Linked DNA regions of Mus musculus: region 2 is linked to region 1. Evidence: chromatin contacts called from public Hi-C data. All regions are on one chromosome and are shown on one strand. Each heading gives the region's core, a stretch centred on a gene start, on an enhancer-like site or on the middle of the called end of the contact. The rest is flanking DNA. Distances are from core to core; before and after follow the strand shown.

Region 1 (2,700 bases), core at 191-2,690:
TTAGCCATAGCCTGCTCAACGGCATGCTTAAGATAAGCAGCCTTCCATGTTAAATAACCTCCTCCCGAAAGAATGGCTTTGCGAAGGTTCTGCCAATCAAAAGGCGTCATACAGTACCGCTGTAGGGACTCAACTTGAGTTATGGTAAAGGCAGCCTGGACCCCATAAGTCGGAACTGACTCCTTCAATCTTTGTACAACCTTCCAATCCAGGGGTTCATGATAACGTTGCCCCTGTTGATCCTGAAATACTGGGAAGGCCCCCACAATGGTGGGCACATTTTTCTAGACTTCTACATGAAGACTACGCCTTCCCCTTTTGTCTTCCTAATCTTTATGGGGGGGGGGGGGGAGAAGTCAACGGAGGGGCTGATGGTTCAGGCGTCCTACTGCGCCGCAAACTCAAGCGGGACATCTGACTACAGATGTCACTGTTGCTATCAGTCCCGTCGCTGTCACTAGTAGACCCTTCAGAGCTAGATTCCTTCTTCTCTTTCTTCTCTTTGGTTTGTTGTTTAAGCTGTTTAGGTTTTCAGCTGCTAGCCTGAGAAGCAATCTCCTTAGCCTCCTCAATCACCACCGCTCCTTCCTCTATTTCAGCATTGTACTTTCCACTGGCATCCCTCAAGCACGCCCTGACCAAGTTCCATATGGCTAACATCCCTACAGGTAGAGGGTTCTTCATATCGGAAGCTTGGAGATCCCTTCCCAGACCTCCCAGCACTGTTGATTAATATACCCTTCCTCTAAAAGCCATGGGGCTTCCTTGAAGAGGGTGTCCAGAAATCTGTTCACCATCTCTGCTTTTATGTTAATGTGGTTCTTTTAAGAAGCTGGGTCAATGCCATTTTTACTTTCACTTTAGATGCAGTTGAACCCATATCGTTTAAATTCCCTCTGTCTCTATATCTAAGATCCTTAATGCTTCGTCCCTTTTTTTCCAGGAACCTGACAGGCCTGTGCTTTCTTTACTTACCGTTGCTTACCAACATGATGAGTTCCCCATACGGGCCACCCCTTGCTGCAGTCTCCAACCCACAGAGACAAGAACGACACAGACACCAAGACGGGTTCACGCAGCTACACTTTACTTGGGGCAAGGGCTATTCTTATACACTCGCAGCAACTGACCTCATCTCTCTCCACACCACTTCATCTAATCAGAATCACGCACGCTCCATGCATGAACTGGGCACGAGCTCAGGTCGGTCACAGATAGGCTGACAGATCTGGATCACGATGAATAATCTAACTTGGCAGGCAGCTTACACATGCAGTTTCACTGCGTATGTTCGGGAAAGGCAGTAAACATGTGGGGTTCATGGGACCTGGCAATGGGCCAGGGCGCCATCTTGGCCCATGTGGTCACACCTGCTTCCTGCATGGAGGGTTCTACCAACATCCTATTTCCTGATATTGCCTTTTTCAATTCCTTCTTCTAGCCCTCAGAGCTTCAGTCCTTTTCCCTCATCTAATACCAGATCGGGCTCCCCTCTCCCCCCAACTTCCCCTCCCCCATCCACTTTCCCACCAAGATCTTTTCCTCCCTCCCCACTTGTAATTGCTCTAATATCTCATGATCTAAGATCAAGAATTGATAAATGGGACCTCATGAAACTGGAAAACTTCTATAAGGCAAAGGACATAGTCAATAAGACAAATCAACAACATATAGATTGAGAAAAAAATCTTCACTAACCCTACATCTGATAGAGGTCTAATATCCACAATATATATAGAACTCAAGAAGTTAATCACCAAAAACCTAAAGGACTCAATCAAAAATGGGGTATAGAACTAAACCAAGAATTCACAACTGAGAAATCTCAAATGGCTGAGAAGCACCTAAAGAAATGTTCAGAGTTCTTAGTGATCATAGAAATGCAAATCAAAACGATCCTGAGATTCCATCTTACACCAACCAGAAAAGCTAAAATCAAAACCTCAGGTGACAACACATGTTGGAGAGGATGTGGAGAAAGAGGAACACTCCTCCATTGCTGGTGAGATTGCAAACTGGTACAACCACTCTGGAAATCAATCTGGAGGTTCCTCAAAAAAATTGGAAATGGATCTGCCTGAAAAGCCAACTATACCACTCTTGGGAATATACCCAAAAGGTGCCCTACCATGCCACTGGGGCACGTGTTCATCTATGTTCATAGAGGCCTTATTTGTGATAGCCAAAAGCTGGAAACAACCTAGATGTCCCACGACAGAAGAATGGATACAGAAAATGTGGTTCATTTACACAATGGAATACTACTCAGGTCTTAAGAACGAGGACATCCTGAGTTTTGCAGGCAAATGGATGGAACTAGAAAATATCATCCTGAGTGAGGTAACTCAGACCCAAAAGGGCATACATGGTATTTACTCTCTAATAAGTGGATATTAGCCAAAAAAAAAAAAAAAAAAAAAACCAGAATACCCACAATATGGTACACAGAACTCGAAAAGGTCAACAAGCTGAAGAATTGTGAATTCTTAAAGAAATAAATATATATTGTAACATATCTCAAAATGCCAACCAACTGTTCATTCTGAAAGGCACTTTAAAAATAGTTTTAAGTTTCATCAAATATATTGAAAGTCACTGTCAGTCAAAAGAATCTCTATTCAAGTAGATTTTTCTTTTGGGTCCATTAATAAAATCACATTAGAAATAGAATAAATTAGCAAAAAAGCACAAGCATGCCAA
Region 2 (2,700 bases), core at 163-2,662, 90 kb before region 1:
CCTTTTCCTGCTACCATTGTGATTATGAGCAGCCTCAATTGTGCTTGAGATTTTACATTCATTTTATTTATCAAATTATTTGTTTACCTTCTATAAGTTATGATTCAGAAGACATTTAATTACAGAGGCGGTAATGCTTACTATAATATACATGACACAGTATCATCAGAGATCTCCCTGGGGAGAGAAATTCTATGCCCAAGCATGTTTTATGCACATCTCTATTGGCAATCTTTCTCTCTGCTGTTTTGCCCTCTGAGGTAGCACTTGTATTCTACTTCCTCATGTGTGACAGAAATATTAGTGTGAGGAGTAATGGAGTCACTACATATTCACACGTAACATGTTGCTACCAAACGTCAAGCTCAAAACAATATACTTTTATTACCAGACCTTTGACAGCTGCTTGTTCTAAGCCAGAGAATAATAAGGTATGGCAGTCTAAAGAGTAGCTTGAAATGAATGAAGGACTTTGAAGATTTATGTGGTCTGCAGAGTTTTGGTTTTTGGTTTGTTTGTTTGTTTGTTTGTTTGTTTGTTTGTTTTTTTAAGGTCTTTTGTGGAGCGAAGTTCTCTATTCCTCATTAGGTGTTGCCTAGTTATTGTTCCTCTGAGCATCTTCCTAGGGTGCCTTCCAAGATGGAACTAGTGAATTGGAAAAGGGTGTATGGTGTGGTGTGGTGTAGTGTGGTGTGGTGTGTGTGTGTGTGTGTGTGTGTGTGTGTGTCTGATGTGTGTCAGGACAATGAAGCCACAGAGCACTTACTTCATTGAATCTCACAGCTGATGCACCTTTACTCCTGTCCTGTTATTTTGGTCACACAAACCAAGGTTGATACAGAGAAGACAACACTATGGTGAAAATGAGTAGTGAGACTGTTGGAACATGATTCCCATGGACATCACTTGAAAGTTTACCGTATCTTCATATTGTCCCTTGAAAGCAAGAGTTGTCACATGATCTTTTGATTTTTTCCTGACCCCAGCTGACACAGAACTGATGAGAATGGGATCGACCCTTTTAATTTTCTTCCACAGTTATAGAACCTTGGTTTAGAATAATAATAACAAGTGAACTCAGAAACTGTGAAGATAGGAAGAATATTATTTCAGAGAATTTTAGGAATTGCCATTTAAGTGTAAGTTCAGAGAACTGAATCCATTTCTGATGAAGGCCAATGTGGGAATTTACATGTTATGAAGGAACGTGGGCTACGTGACTAGAAGTTAAGTAATTAAAAAGAAAGAATGTATAAACACAACAAGAGACTCCATAAAACAGGATCCTGATAACCTCTTGATATGCATCGTGAGTCTCAGCCATGAGGAAAAGATCAGGTTTAGGTCAGTCAGGTCCAGATGTGTGTTGTCAAGGGTGGAGGTGACTGGCAATGTTTACATTTCATACCACAGCTGGATGGTTGCTTGGTTCCCTTTTCTAACTGCCTTCCAACTCCAAAGGCTCTTTCACTCTTACAGTCATAATTTTTCATTTATTTCCACAAAGACAAAAAAAAAAAAAAGCCCTCTGTGATCCCATGTGTATTAAACCAAAATAAGACACCATACAACACGAATGGGCAATTGAAAGAGTAAATCGGACTGTTTTTCAAAGAATCCAAAGTTGTATGAAATAAGATTTGTTTTTTAGATTACCTTCTTCATAAAAACAAAACAAAACAAAACAAAAAAACATCTATCTTGACAGTATCTGGAAGGTTCTTTTTTTTTTTTTTTTTTTTTTGGTTTTTCGAGACAGGGTTTCTCTGTATAACCCTGGCTGTTCTGGAACTCACTCTGTAGACCAGGCTGACCTTGATCTCAGAAATCCGCCTGCCTCTGCCTCCCAAGTGCTGGGATTAAAGGCGTGCGCCACCACTGCCCGGCACTGGAAGGTTTAAGCAGTCAAATTTCAACAATTATCACTGAGGCTAAAGCTCTATGCCTGGGGCTTTTGAGAAGGGTGCTGGTCTGCAAACTTCAAACTCTTGAGATTCAGGGCTACTGCAAAGCTCTCACTGAATGTTACTCTTGTAATGTTTGGAACTACTTGAAATGACATAAGAGTGAGATTTATGTAAAGTAACACAAAAATTTGCAGTTATTCAAGTAATGGTGGTATTCTGTTTAACTATGGTCATGTCAGATCCTCAGTGTCCTCTGACATTAGTTGCTTCATAGTCCAGTTCGTGCCTTCTACCACTGTGAAGACCTTTTACAGATATACATCCATTTTTTTCTAAAAACACTGAAGGAAATCACAGTAAAGAGCAGACACACAGTACCTTACAACGAAAAATAAACCTATAGCAATTACATAGATCAACACTTCTGCCTAAAGGGTAGTACAAGAGTTGGGTGGGTCATTAATCCTCATTTCTTTTCTGGAGAAACCAAGTTTGGATTCTAAAACATACATGTCAGCATGCAGACATCCATTACTCTGGTTCCATAGTATCTACTTCCATCTTATGCTCTCTGTGGGCAACAGGCTCACACACTATAAACACATATATACAGGTAAAACACTCATTTTCACAAAATTAGAAAAAAACTAAAAATGAGATGAATATATATATATATATATATATATATATATATATATATATATATATTGAGTAGAGTTGCATGCAGTTTGTTAAAAGTAGAAGGTCACTCAAGGAAAGAAGAAGACATTGAAGAACATGGGTTTGCCTTCTC

Evidence for each region. Hi-C and Micro-C count contacts between places; a contact is called where the count stands out from the background.
Region 2: a contact with region 1 is called in a Hi-C map of pre-pro-B cells, with 1.7 times the contacts expected there. The contact joins two enhancer-like sites. A contact is called at or near these places in 1 of 15 datasets of contacts at CTCF or cohesin (pro-B cells) and 6 of 484 Hi-C or Micro-C datasets (granulocyte-monocyte progenitors, macrophages, nephron progenitors and 3 more).

Annotation. Positions count from the first base shown.
Region 1 is chr15:9,771,126-9,773,825 of GRCm38.p6, reverse strand. No RefSeq gene overlaps it. Among named protein-coding and RNA genes, the nearest start is that of Spef2, 24 kb to the right of the region's middle. Within about 2 kb of position 1,440, at least 9 of the 459 cell types and tissues checked have an H3K27ac peak or open chromatin away from gene starts, as enhancers often do. A contact at or near this core is called in pre-pro-B cells and pro-B cells, where this site is marked.
Region 2 is chr15:9,860,688-9,863,387 of GRCm38.p6, reverse strand. No RefSeq gene overlaps it. Among named protein-coding and RNA genes, the nearest start is that of Spef2, 110 kb to the right of the region's middle. Within about 2 kb of position 1,412, at least 10 of the 459 cell types and tissues checked have an H3K27ac peak or open chromatin away from gene starts, as enhancers often do. A contact at or near this core is called in pre-pro-B cells and pro-B cells, where this site is marked.